Regions from separate parts of the Ovis aries genome. Here region 1 is linked to region 2. A link is a contact called in public Hi-C data. All regions are on one chromosome and are shown on one strand. Each heading gives the region's core, a stretch centred on a gene start, on an enhancer-like site or on the middle of the called end of the contact. The rest is flanking DNA. Distances are from core to core; before and after follow the strand shown.

Evidence for each region. A called contact is a pair of places that touch in the nucleus more often than the background predicts.
Region 1: a Hi-C map of liver shows a contact between it and region 2, with 2.4 times the contacts expected there. The contact joins the promoter of ASH1L here to the promoter of CLK2 in region 2. A contact is called at or near these places in 2 of 16 Hi-C or Micro-C datasets (liver and muscle).

Annotation. Positions count from the first base shown.
Region 1 is chr1:105,707,019-105,714,656 of ARS-UI_Ramb_v3.0, forward strand. It overlaps ASH1L (ASH1 like histone lysine methyltransferase), which reads right to left and starts at 5,109. Exons shown (of 28, transcript XM_060414916.1): 1 at 4,951-5,109; 2 at 4,349-4,488. It overlaps DAP3 (death associated protein 3), which reads left to right. Exons shown (of 11, transcript XM_060415012.1): 1 at 1-4,187. The coding sequence starts at 4,039.
Region 2 is chr1:105,442,693-105,449,504 of ARS-UI_Ramb_v3.0, forward strand. It overlaps CLK2 (CDC like kinase 2), which reads right to left and starts at 2,352. Exons shown (of 13, transcript XM_027976108.3): 1 at 2,053-2,352; 2 at 254-423. The coding sequence starts at 423. HCN3 (hyperpolarization activated cyclic nucleotide gated potassium channel 3) reads left to right here and starts at 5,246. Exons shown (of 8, transcript XM_042255149.1): 1 at 5,246-5,687. The coding sequence starts at 5,404.

The sequences.
Region 1 (7,638 bases), core at 3,859-6,358, 270 kb after region 2:
TTTGTTTCAAAATAAACAAAGGGAGGATGAAGAGAGGTTAGCTGATAGGGATATAGTGTGATAACTGGGTTTGGATAACTTTTGAAGCTGGGTGTTGAATACATGAGAACTTTGTTATTTACTTCACTGCTCTCCAGGTTAGAAATTTTCCACACTTTAAAAAAAGGAACAAAATTAAATGGAAAAAAATATAAACTCTTGTCATCAACTTGCAAATGCCTGAGAGCAAATGATTAAAAACTATGGAAAGCAAAACAATTAATGCTAAAAATAAAATTTTATATATTCTTCAAACATAAAAGTTAGATATTCAATGAAGGAAATATAACTCTGAAATAGCAATAAGATTATTAGCTAAATTTCATTACTGCTTGAAGCCATAATTTATTATGTTGTGTCAACATCACACTGCCATCAACACCCCCAATCAGATAGTCACTAAGAAAGTGATTTCTAAAATATGAAATGACAGTTATTAACTCAGATAACAAGTCATAAGCATGAAAATCTAACCTTTCCAAATGAAAGAATATAAACCAAATAAATTACAAGTAGTTTAAAGACAGACATAAAAAAAAAAAAAAAGACTAGCAACATAGCTTAAAAACTACTTTCATTTCCCTCTCTTATGATAGCCGGGGTTAAGCTAGCTCATGCTTCTGGAAAGGCTGGCACAAAGCAGACCTCACAGTGGATTACAATATAAGGTAATATAAGCAAATATATTATCTTTAAGAGACTCAAATCAACATGCATAACTGAAAAAACAATATGAAATTATTTATTGGAGACTCACCACCTACACACACGGTAAAACTTTCCCACTATGTGCAGGCAGATTATTTTAGGCAGGACTGAATGTGTCCAAATTCTTTATTCATAAGGCATGGAAGACTTCGAATAAAACCTCAAGTGGTACTGCTAATACTATAAAGACACAGTACTGAGCAAGACACAGGGAAGTTGTGCTAGAATACAACCCAAGAACAGGACATGAAAATCACTCTATTCCTGATCCTTAAAGATCCTGTGTATTTTTTGTAATTATTGCAATAGTTGTTTTTTTAAATTGTGAAGTATCTCATACACAGAGGAGACTATATACATATGTTATCCATATGCAAAGATATAGACACATTACACACGCACATATAAATGACATGTTATTTTTTTTTTAATGTAGGAACCTACTATCCAAGTTAAAAACTAGAGAAATCCAAGTTAAAAACTAGAGAAAATAAAAACTTTTCACAAATTTACATGACTTTTCTTACCCAGAGAACATGACAATAGAGACAATCAGACCATTTTTCTTAAGATCTTTCCATTATCTTACTGAATCCTGTAATCTGTACCATTAAAACACCTTTCTGAGTTTCTTTTCTTTAAAAAATTCAGTAATTATTTTTAATTTTCAGTGCTAGATTCAGCGGTAGTCTTTCAAGTCACCCCAGAGTGTTTTCTAGATACCTGTATATTTAAAAATGACATTAAGACCTTTTTATGTAAACCCACTACAGAAATACATCCAAAACAAGATAAAAAATGCCACCAACATTTGCATCCTTTTCAAGCCAGAGATCCTTCATCTCAAAACATCAAATGATACCAAAACACATTTTTAAAGCTGCAAAGTTGCATACAGAATGTGAAGACTTTGTAACTTCCTAAGAATAACAGCAAAACCTCTCAGGCAACTAAGTCATGAAATCTCAACTTCTAGAAATATGCTTCCTTCCACCTTGCCCTTTTAAAGGCTCCCACTAACATGCAATTCATAACTTCAACTGAATTAGAATAGCTTCAACGACAAAGGCTATATATTATTCATCTTTGTGTCCCCTGCATAAAAACAACTCAAAAACATTTGTTATAACTAAGATAATTTCCAAGAAATGAACTTCAAAACTCCTCACTCCCAATGCAAAACTGGAAAACAATCAGTTTGAGAATATGAATAATTATGAGAAAGAATAAATCTATAAACATTTGTGTTATATCACATTCTCTGATCACCTAGTTAGAATCATGTTTTAACACTGTAGAAATCAATCTGCAAAGAACAGAAAACAAAATAAACAGAATAAAAAAGATCTTAAAGTTCTCCTTACTGTCAGCATGCTCACTGTCAAAAAATCTTTCATCTTAAACTCATACCAACATCTCCACTCCCAAACAAAACTATTTTTAAAAAAAGACTTTTAAATGAGACTTAAATATAAATTGGCTCTACTTCATTACAATTTAAGTTTCTAAAAACTGTATGCATAATTTGTGTGATTGTGCTCATGCCCATCATTTTCTACAGTGAGGGTTTTTTCATCACATTCTCAGAAAAATAAGTGGACCCCCCCAAAAAACTTCTAAGAACCACTAATCCAGCAAATCAAGAACACTCTATTTTCCGGAGAAATACAGTTAAGTTGCCTTAATTCAAGTATACTTCTCTCATGTTCAGAGAAGGGGATCCTTACTACAAAATTAGTCTTTCGAAGAATTTCTTCAGCGCGGCCAAAAAGTTCCAATATTCACAGGCACATATATTGACAATTCCAGATCCCCAAAACAGTTTACTGGGAAATGCCCAAAGAAAATGCAAAAGGCAGCACACTCTACCACAAACTGGGCACCCTATTAGATGCTTAAATACACTTGTATGCTTCCACAGTGAAACATCTGGAAGATCTAAATTCCCTCCAAACTGAGTACACTTTTGAGGAAGGTTTTTGAGTTTCAACTCCACACTGACCTGTCTACCTCACCTGACTCAATATGTATCACTGTCTCAGTATTTACCACTGTCAAGACAAATGTACCCGAGCTGCTTCAACAGGGTCACCTTGATTTTTCTCACCCCAAGGCAGGGACCATTTATTGAGTAGTTACTCAGTAAATATTTGTTGAATGAATGAAAGAAGATCCTTTATCCCTTAAAGTTAAGCTGTCAGCCCCCACCCTGCTTCTATGTTACCAGTTAAATATCCCTCCCTCAAATACACAAACTCAAGTGTTAGAAATGCTCTGCTTCCTCCATAAACAAAAAGTAATATCCTCATGGAATACCCATCTCTCACAGGCCAACCTGGCAAAGACAACCTATGTTCTGTCTGACACAACTGATCTCTACCAAATACCATTCAATATGCCCTTATCTTTCCAATAAACTCAGATTTGCCTGACAAAGATCTCCTGAGATGTCATGATATGATGACTATACTACTGGACTAGGAGTCAAAAGTATCTATTACAGTCCCAAATTTGTCACCAATTTAACAAATGACCTTGAAAAAATGATGTCTTCATGCCTCAATTTCCTATTTTGTAAATGGGAGAAAACATTCATCCTACCATTTCCACAGAGATTTATTTATGATTACAAACAGAGCATTCTGAACAATATAAAAGCTTTATTCTATTACGAAGTGTTAATACAAACTCAGGTCAACAAAAACTCCATCCATTCTTTATACACTCACAGTACATTGTTCAAGTAAAGATGTTCTGGGCCTTTACATCTAAACAATTCACCCTATTCTGAGCAACAAACTATTCTTAAGAATAGCTGACTATGATAAGTTTCTCCTATTCTGGACCCCACCACTTACATGCTATATTTCCAAAATACTACCATGACTTCTCTTTCCAAGTAAGTATTAAGGCAATCCCAAACCCTGAAATACACAAACACATCAACCAGCAAGGAACATCCCAAGCTTTATTTTAAAAATAAGCTAGTATAAGGGGAACTCCATTACACTTGTAAAAATACAAGCAAACTCTTCCGGAACACTTTCCTTCCTTGTATACTCACACAAACACAGCCGCTATACACCAACAGACCATCTGTCTTCTAGACCAAAAACATGTCTTTCAATGCCCAAAGCCACGAGTAACATTTATTAAACTTGCGGAACTGAGATCATTCTGTCGTCCCTACATACAGTTCAGCATGTCAGAGACACCACAGATCTGGCCGTACGGAAAATCTTCCCTCCTGCCACTTTTATCCCTTCCACGAAACAAACAGGACTATGGGGGATGCTCCAATCCTTCCTCCACAAGATACAAACTAACCTGTCAGGGGCACAGCCGACTCCGCCTCCACTCGCTTACTTTCCCGCCCCCTCCCCCAGCAGGAGCCCGCCTGTCAGGGACACCCCTGCACCCCCGCCAGGAGGGACTTCCCGGTAAGCGCAGGATCCCCTGCCCTCCCCTCCCCTCCCCCATCCTTACCACCGCTCTCCCGGAGGTCCAGGTCCGGGAGATGACAGTAGCTCCCAGGAAGCCAGGGGCTGGGTCGCTGAGGAAGTACTTAGGCCCAAAGGCCTCCCCAGACGGTTCTACTCACCGTGTCAGAGGCCGAGGCCGAGGGAGATGAGAGTGCAGGGAAGTGGGGAAGAGGGGGCGGCCGCCACCAGGCTCCTCCGCTTCCCTTGGTCCACAGCGGATCCCTCCCGCTTGTCAGGAGGCGGCCAGCGGGTGAGCGGACTGGCGGAAATGCGAGAGAGGAGAGGGGAAAGGCGTGGGGCTAAGCGGGGGAAACTGAGGGGAGGCGGGTCCCGCAACCGAGACGGGGATCTTCTCCCCCTCCGCAAAGCGAACCCAAAATGGCGGCGGGAGCGGCGGCGGCAGAGCGGCGGCGGCGGCAGCTCCTTGGGAGGGAGGGAGCGAAGGGCGCCTCGTGCCCCCCCACCTCCCACTCCTCCCTCCTCGCGTTTTCCCCCTTCGTCCTCCCCCCTCAGCCGACTCGGGCGGCGGAGCGCGCACGCCCGCCCGCACGCGCCAGAGTGTATCTGGGCTCGTCGCTCGCTGCTCCCACCAACCACCGCCTTCGGCCGCCTCGCGCGCCCGCCAGCCAGCACGCACTCCCTCTGGGGCGCCTTGTGGCACAGTCCTCCCCTTCCCCTCGGCCCCTGTCAAGCCAGCTCTGGCGCGGGCCCTCACGCGTACCTTCAGCAGCGCGAGCCCAAGCCTCCTCCTCCACCTCCTCTCCTCTCCTCCCCCCCTTCCCCGCCCCCACTGCCACCAACCGCCGCCACGGCCGCCGCGGCCTCCTCCTCCTCCGGCCCCCCCGACATACCCTCCACCCCTCACGCGTGCGCCTCCCACAATCCCCCCCGCGGGACTGTTCCATTCCCGTCGGCCGCAGAAGCGGGGGAGAAAGCGACAGGCGCAGTGGGCAGAGCTTGCCGTCAGGACACGAATGACCGCGAGTGACGGAGAGAAACCTGTGGCTATTTACCTCGCTGGCCGCGGCGCCCTGGCGCCGCAGCTTCCTTTGCTGGCCTCGCCCTGGCCGCGGCGAGCGGGTCGAGGGCGGCCTAGCGCCCCTCCGCTGGCGGGTGGTTGGAGGCCGCGGCGGCTGCGCATTGAGCAGCTTCCTGCCTTACGACCCGAGCTTGCTTCTCCGCTGCGGGACGCGCGGCGTGGAGACAGCGCTTGACAGTGTCTGCCGTTTGCCGGGCGGGGAGAGCTGGTTTCTGACTCGGTGAGGAAATGGACCGGCATGGGGGTTGTACCCATGAGGGAAAGGAGCGGGACTCCGAACCTCCATGAGGTAGGGAGTGAGACCAGTAGGGCCGGCGACCCTCCTTAGGGGGCTTCCCTTTGGGCTCTGTGTTGCGGACCTAGGACTCAGGAAAGAACCCACTCAGTGGTCGACTTTTTCCTTTTCTTTTTTTTAAAACCCAGCTTAAATTTCTCGAATTTCACACTACTGTTTATATGCGATGATGTTTTTGTGCATTTTTACGCATTCTTCTTGGATGGATGATGAATGGATGATACATTTTCAACCTCATTAGGCAGCCTGGCTAGGGAATAAAGATACCATATATATCAAGTTCAGGTCTGGACTCCATCTGCCGTGTCTTGTGTGTCCTTCAGAAAGTTATTTTTCTTAGTTCTTTATCAACAAGAAACGAAAAATTGAGCATAGAAATTAGTGAGCCGCTAATCTGCCTTCAGGGTTGATGTGCGATGTACGTGTAGAGTCAAATTAACTCCTAGGTACAGGGGAAGTGCACTGTTATGTTATCGTTCACGGTGATGTTGATAAGGTTTGTGGATGTAATTGGTAGTTTGTGTCCTATTCTTCCAAATCGTAAATAAAACAATGCAAATCTAGGTCTATCAGATTTCCATAGTTACTGATACTTGTGTCTCAAAACTCTGCATGAACATTTACTTTTTCTTGATTGAATTCAAAAGAATTATGGACTATTAAAAGCCACAGATAATTCCAAAGCTGTCTTCTAGTAATCTTTTGTTTCACCTTGTAGGCAAAGCCGAATAAATGAGGCAAGGGATCCACTTAGGTTTCCCTTTTACTTCACATCTGTGGACTTCTAGGCAATAGTTTGAAAATCACTATACTAGATTAATCTCAAAGGCCATTCAAGGTCTAAAATTAGACACTCCTAAATTTCCTCCTTACTGTATTTCAATATGTGAGTCTGGTTTTGTTTGCTTGCTTTTTTTTTTTTTTTTAAGGGAAATTCGCCTCAGTTACCTCACTCTATGTTTGCTTTTCCTAACCTTAAGTCCAAACTTTTTCATGGAGCTGTTTAGGAGCTGTTGATCTTTTTTAATTGTGCCATGTACGCAAGTGTATTTCTCTACTAAAAGCATTTTAAATTTGTTGTCAGGGACTATGTCTAACATTTCTTTTATATTCTTTGGTAATTTAGTGTAAAGCAAATCATGGAAATTTTGAAATGAATTTTAGATACTGAAAATATTAGAAGGGAAAGAAAATTAACATTTGTGAAATACTATGCCAGGAGAACTTGCCTTCCTATTAATCCTTAAAATAAACAACACTTTGAAATAGATCATATTATCCCCATTTTACAGATGAGAAGAAGCCTGAGGCTCAAAAAAGTCAGATAACTATCTTTAGACTTTAGTTTGCCTGGCTCTTAAAAATGTAACTTTTTTCACTATATCACATTGCCTTCATAGTAAATTTCTTTTTAGTAACATAATTGCACATGCTACAAAGAAAAAACACTTCTAATACAATTCCGCTACACTTGTATATAAAGAGAGTTACTTATAGTCTCTGCCTTTAACTTCTGGTAACTGCACTTCATGAATTGCTGGTTAAGTAGAGACAGATAAGATAGTATTCAATTCTTTTATGTATGCGCCCGGTGCCTACCAGAGACTAAAATATATTAAGTGCCCAATAAAATGACCTTATTGAATGAATGAACCTTAAATTATTTAAACCAGAGAAAGTATGGAAAACAGAATAATGGTTCCCCCAAAGATGTCTGTGTTGTAATCCCTGGAACCAGTAAATGTGTTATGTTCCATGGCAAAAGAAAATTAAGGATACTAATCACTAACCTGAAAATAGGGAGATTACCTTGAATTATCTGGTAACCCCGCTGCAATTACAAGAGTTCTTGAAAGATGGAAGAGGAAGACCAAAGAATCAGTGTCAGAGTGATGCAGGAGGGCATAGACCTGACCAGCTGCTGCCGGCAGGCTTTGAAGATGAAGGGCAACCTCTGAAACCTAGAGAAGCCAAGAAGACAGATTCTCTGCTAGAGCACCCAGAAAGAACACAGTCCTGCTGACACTTTGATTTTGGATTTCTAAACCACAGAACTCTAGATAACAAATTTATGT
Region 2 (6,812 bases), core at 1,102-3,601:
ACGTTCTCTGGGAAGTTTTCCCTGATCTATGTATCTTGCCCCCCTGCAATCAAACCTGTTGGAGGCTTCCTTAGCCCCTTTCAAACATACTTCCTCTATGATAACACTCAACACCACAGTGTAAATGGGTTAAATTGATACCCATTTTGAGCATCACATTATATTAGCTACTTAGGTTGAAACTGATAAATCTTTGTTGAATAAACAAATAAGTGAGTGGGTCTAATTTGAGTTTTTCTTCCTGAAGCCTCACCTCCGGGAACGGACATGGTAACTATCTTCCCGTCGGCGCCGCCGTGTACGGTCACTGCTGCTTGACCAGGAGCGGCTTCTTCGTCGCTTATGCTTTCGGCTCCGATAGTGCTCATGGTAACTCCCCCTGCTGCCTCTCTCTGAAGAGTGGTACCTTCGAGGATGAGGCATCTGTAAGGAAAGGGAAAGGAGAAATAGTAGGGGCAGGATCTGAGTTTTCAGAAATCCCCTCCAAGAACTGGCTGCCCTAGAAATGCTGTTTTCTGCTCTTCAATTTCTACTTTTCTTTTTTTTTTAAACCATTCACAACTCCTCAGTCTTCCTCTGGGCTTACAATTTCTCCTTGATAGAGAAGTGTACTAACTCTGGTTGAAAACTTAAGGAATCTTCCTCCTACTCAGCTCATTGCTCTGTTCTGATTTTCCTCAAACAGGGGGTCTCCTGAAGACACTCAGGTCTGCGCCACAGCTCACATTACAGGTGAGACTGTGCAACTCATGAAGACTGCAACAATTCATCCTTGGCTGGTATCTAGGGTAGATCTGAGGCATTCTGAGTTCCTCACAATTCAAAGAGAATAATGATTTACTACACAATATTATCACAAATGTTTTACAATTACTCAAAGTGTAGATTATCTCCCCAAATAGGCCATCCATGTCCTGAGGGCAGGCATCCAGTTTCCCAGGTTTCCAGGTACAGTTGTATAAACCAAACGTAAGTTTCAGGAATTTGGGTCTGGCCCTTTGAACTATCTTAATCATTTCTCACATCACTGGCCAAATCTCCCATAGTTTTAATACAATACACGAGGCTCCAGGCTGCAGTCAGCTTCACATCCAGCCTCCCCTCTTTTGTGCTTACTATGTACAGAATAACTGATTTTTAATTAATATCAGCATCAGTAAACTAAGTTGGCCAGCTTTCAGTGATTGGATTGAAATGGCATGATGCACAAACTTTTTTTCCTTCAAGGAAAGAATCAGAAAGAAATCAGTCACAATCAGGGAAGATGAGACTAGGACAGAATGAGATAGATCCAAAGATAGCAGGGAGAGAAGTCTTGTTGGGTGGGTTGGGGTGGCAGCATTAGGTGCAGAAAAGGCTTAAGAGACTCCAACATCTGGCTCCCATTTTGAGCTACTTCTCAAATTGAGGAGGCGGGTGGTATTCGATTCATTCTTGGCCCTACAGTGCTTAAGACAACCAAGAAGATGCAAACACACTATTCTCCCAAGTAATCCAACTGTGCTTAGCACAGCCACACAAATGTCAATCTTACCAAATACACACGGCCACCAAAGCTCCTCACAGGCTTCCCTTCTCCCCATCCCCCAAGGATCTCCAGCCTACAACCTTTCTCAACTTCTTTATCTATTTTTTTCCCTTTCTCACTTAGAAAATCCAGAACTCACTCCTGAAGTCAAACTCTCTCCATATCCTCCAACGGACACGACGGTTCTCTGGTCCAACTTTGATATTCTGTTCTTTCTCATCTCTGAAACCACTCCTATTCGCACTCCATCACTCCTTCTCCTACTTTGATCTCTCCTAACTTCCCTACTGGTTTTCCCAAAATACATCTAAGGCAGGTCGACCTTCCACCTCATCTTCCTACACTGCACCTCTGCCACTTTCCAGGTTTCAACCCCTAGAAATGGGGCTCTAGAATGGGGCTTTTCAGCCCCTCTCCTAATCTCGCCCGGGCCCCTTGCCCCCAATCCAATCTTCTCTCCGCCCGCCCCACAGTCGCCGCCATCTTTCCGCGCGGCCCCGCGGCCCGCCAGCCCGCGCGCTCACCGTTCTGGCGGCGAGGCCCGTGCGCTTGTCCCACAGGAAGTCCGTGATGGCGGCGGCACTGCGGCCGGAGTCCCGGCACCCCCGCGGCGACGAAGTGCGGCTCCACCCCCCCAACCCGAGACCCTGGGACCTCCCGCCTAGTTCCCGGGCTCCGCTCCAGTCCCTCCCGCCCCGGCTCCGTCCCCGCCCCCAGGATTCGCTTGGCGCCGCTCGCACCGCCCCCGCCCGGGGCCCGATCCCAGCTCGGTCTCCGGCTCTGGCCTCTCCGATCCGCCGCCGCCACCGCGAGCGAGCACGTACGCACGTCCTGCGTCGCTTCCCAGCTACCCCTGGGCTCCGCCCCCCCAGGACCGCGCACGCCTGCGCGTCCTCGCGTAGCTCGCTGCGGTCGGCCGGTTGGAGCAGAGGAGCTACTGGGGGCGGAAGTTCATGGGGCGGGGAGAGAGTCGCCGGGGATTACCGGGCAGAGCTGCCCCACCTAATGTCCTTCCGTTCAGTTCAGTCGCTCAGTCGTGTCCGACTCTTTGCGACCCCATGAATCGCAGCACGCCAGGCCTCCCTGTCCATCACCAACTCCCGGAGTTCACTCAGACTCAAGTCCATCGAGTCAGTGATGCCATCCAGCCATCTCATCCTCTGTCGTCCCCTTCTCCGGCCCCCAATCCCTCCCAGCATCAAGGTCTTTTCCAATGAGTCAACTCTACGCATGAGGTGGCCAGAGTATTGGCGTTTCAGCTTTAGCATCAGTCCTTCCAATGAACACCCAGGACCGATCTCCTTTAGGATGGACTGGTTGGATTTCCTTGCAGTCCAAGGGGCTCTCAAAAGTCTTCTCCAACACCACAGGTCAAAGGCATCAATTCTTCGGCGTTCAGCTTTCTTCACAGTCCAACTCTCATATTCATACATGACCACTGGAAAAACCATACCCTTGATAGACGAAACTTTGTTGGCAAAGTAATGTCTCTGCTTTTGAATATGCTATCTAGGTTGGTCATAACTTTCCTTCCCAGGAGTAAGCGTCTTTTAATGTAGGTGGTGTGTCCTTCCGTAGTTTTCCTCAACCTTTTACCTATTTCATGAGACTTCTGTGTCTTGTTTTGTTAGGTTTGAAGGTTGAAAAGAAGGGATGTCGCCACTCTGCTAACCTTTTGAGGCTTGTGATGCGGTGTGATTCGCGAGCTTAGCCTCTAAATATTCAGTTCTTAAAAAGCAGTTCGGCAATCTAACCACAGCAAAGAGGGCTCCCACCTTTCCTCTTGAACAAAAGCTATGCACTTTTGGGAGAGGGGCGGGGCATTGCCTTGGAGGTAAGGTTTGAAAAATGGGGTGATGGAGAATCAAGTGCCAAAGAAGGGAAAATTTGAGAACTTTATGTTAGATACTTACACATAATATATGAGAAGTGTAAATTTACTGAATTAAAAAATAAGGAAAAAGAAGGAGGCGTTGAGAAAAACTAGGTGAGTTAAAGACGCTATAGAAGGAATTGAGTAATAATAAGGGAAATGAAAAAAATAACCTGAGGATAACTATATTCAAGTAAAGAAATATCAGAGGGGGGCCAGGATGGAAGATAATCAGATGGAGCTTACATCAGTTGGCCAGAAATAGTTTAGAAAAAGTTCCGAAAATAGATGAGGAAGGATAATTAAGAGGTGAGGAGGAAGTGTAGTTCACTTCCTCTTCCATGAACACTTTCCCTTATTCATGCAACAACCATTTACTAAGTGTCCACTTTGTGTTCAGCATTGTGTCAGGTGTAACCCTCTTGTTCTTCAGAGCTCCATAGTCTAATGGAAGAGAAAGACCTCTCTTCCATAAAATAACGGCAGCCTTGTGACAAGAGCTGTTATGAACAGTGGTGTCCTGGTCACTGTAGGAAAGCTGTAGACTAGACCCTAGCTTGAGGGAAAAAAGAGTTATAAATGCATGTCTAGGTTTCCTAGAGGAGATGACATCTGAACCAACTGTTGAAAAGTGAATTGGAGAAGACCGGGCAGAGAAAATACAAAGGTCTAGAGACAAAGCAGAACGAAGCATTTAAACAGAATTGGAGTCCTGGCTTTCAAGAGAGGAACTATCAGAAGAGAGGTTGTTAAAACTAGGTTCAGATTTTACAGGGCCTTGTATGTCATTCTAAGGAGTTTAACTGTAATCCCATAGAAGATGGGGAAGTTTGAAGGACATCAAGCAAGTGATAAAGCTACATTTGGATTTAGGAAGGTAACTCTGGCAGACTAAGGTAACTCTGGAAAACTAATTGCCCTGAGAGAGTTTGGAGACCCCTTAAGGGGCATCTGAAATAATCTAGGTGAACAAATTCTGAGCGCTTGAAATAAGGCAGTGATAATAAGAAGTGGAGATAAGGGGAAGAATCTGAGATATTTAAGAACTTTTAGGGAATTCCCTGCCAATCCAGTGGTTAGGACTTTGCACCTTCACTGCCAAAGGCCCAAGTTCAGTCCCTGGTCAGGGAACCAAGATCCTGCAAGCTGCCCAGCACAGCGCCCCGCCCCCCCCAAAAGAGAATTTATAGCCCTTTCCATCACATAGCACTGTAATTTACCTGTCTTGTCTGCAAGCATAGACGAGCGCTGGCTTTATGGACAGGACTTTGTGTTCATCCTCAGCGTCCACTCAGTGACTGGCAGAGTTGCTCTTGGTGAGGGCTGGCAGATGAGTTTGGAAATGAAATACTAGAAGGAGCAATATGAAGAAGTCAGAGGAAACGAGTATGTCTAGGAGAGTGTTGCGAGGAAAAAAGTGAAATGCAGGAAGTCCGTAAGGGAGAGTGGATAAGAGGAAGCTCAAAAGGCATTCCCCATCTCTTCCCAATTTCTCGCCCTCGCAAGCCGCACGAGCTACAGCCAGCGTCCGGTTTTCCCGCCAGTTGCGGGAGGCTCCGCCTCCCTGGCGCTCAGTGGATAAAAGCCCTTCAGCCCTAGACCACACCCTCTCTGTTGGCTCCGGCAGCGTTTCCCCTCCTTCTCTTCCTATACTTGGAGGACGGCCCATATTGGCTAAGCCACGCCTACTTCAGTGTCCCTCTCGTTACGGACTACATTGGTCCCGCCTCTTTCCGAGATGGCTCTCGGTCGACCCCGCCTCCGCCCGCCCTGCCCAGCCTCCGTGCAGCTGTCGCCAGGGGGCGCAGCGCGACCCGCCCGCCGCCCTCTGAGGAGTCTGTCGCACACACCCCCTCCGCCCGGCTCTCTGGCAGTTCCCAGCCGACTACGCCTCCGCTCCGAGCCCGCCCGGCTGCTCCCGCTCCGACTCCGGGAGGGGTCGGGAGGTCCCGAATGGCCGCAGCAGGGTCTAGGAGGCCAAACGTGTAAGCTGACGGGCGTCATGGAGGCGGAGCAGCGGCCCACGACTGGGGCCAACGACGGGGCGACCCCTGGGTTGGAGGCTGAGCCTCCTGCTGCCCCGGCGTCTACAACCACAGCCTCGGTTCCGGTCCCTGGGTCCAGGCCCGGGCCCGAGCCCAAGAGGAGGCAGCTCGGGACCCTGCTCCAGCCCACGGTCAACAAGTTCTCCCTTCGCGTGTTCGGCAGCCACAAAGCAGTGGAAATCGAGCAGGAGCGGGTCAAGTCAGCGGGGGCCTGGATCATCCACCCGTACAGCGACTTCCGGTACTGGGGGTCCGGCAGGGTGGGCAGGGGACACAGCTCCCACCCCCAAGGCCGCGACACGGGAGCCGGGCCCGCCCCACCCTCCACGGACACTTCATTTCCGGCCCAGGGGTTCCCTGGTGGGCCGACAGAGTCACTTCCCCCAACCTAATTCTTGGGTGAAGGATCCCCAGCCGGAGGTTCTCGGTGACTTTTCAGGCTAGGGGCGCTGGGAGAGACAAGCGGACACCAGAGACCTGGGTTTCCCATTTCAAAAACCCGACACCCCACCTGGACCAAGGGGAATACTGGAATTAGGGACTGCTGTCTCCTCCAGTTCTGCTTGCTGGGGATCTGGGAAATTTTGTCATGTTCCGAAACTCAGGGTCAGCCTAAAGGAGAAACCGAGCTATTCCCACTGTCCCCATTTCTACCCCAAGTACCTGGCTAGTTCAGCAGGGCAGGCTACAAAAAAAAAAAAAAGGGATGCCGGGGAGAAAGGGAGTGGTGTCCGGACAGCAGTTCTGATCGCTGTCCCTGGTGCTGAAGACGGGATCCGGCGGGTTAGGGCCTGGCCTCAGAGTGATTTGAGGCAGCAACAGAGGGGCACCAGTTCACTGCCCATGTGACCACCGCCCAGGTGACTACCAGAGAGAAGGGATGAAGAGTGGGGGTGGGGCTATTCCATAGTCCCCATCAGGCTGTACCTCTACATCAAGGTCGCTAGGGGAGGAGAGCAACCCTGTCCTTGGAGGAAATGAAGGACAGCTTTTGGATGAGGCAAGGATATGTGCCAATCACCTATCCTGGGGAGCTAAATGAGCAGAGAGGATGAGGTGTGAATCGGGAGCCTGGAAACACCATTGGAAACCTAGACGTCATTTTAATCCACAGACATACACACTCCCTTAATGCTCTTTCTCTCATTGTTTCGTTCACTGCTCTCTTTTTTACTGTCTCAGTATCACCCTACTAGTGCACCTTTTCCAGTCTGCTGTGCATCTCCCTCCTCCTCACCATTTCACCCTCAAATGTATCCCCATAAACCATGTATCTCTGTTATTATTGTGCTTCTTCTCCATCCTCTCTCCTGTATCACCCGCCAGGCTTGTGACTGCCTGTGAGTCAGGCTGTGAAGATGCTCTA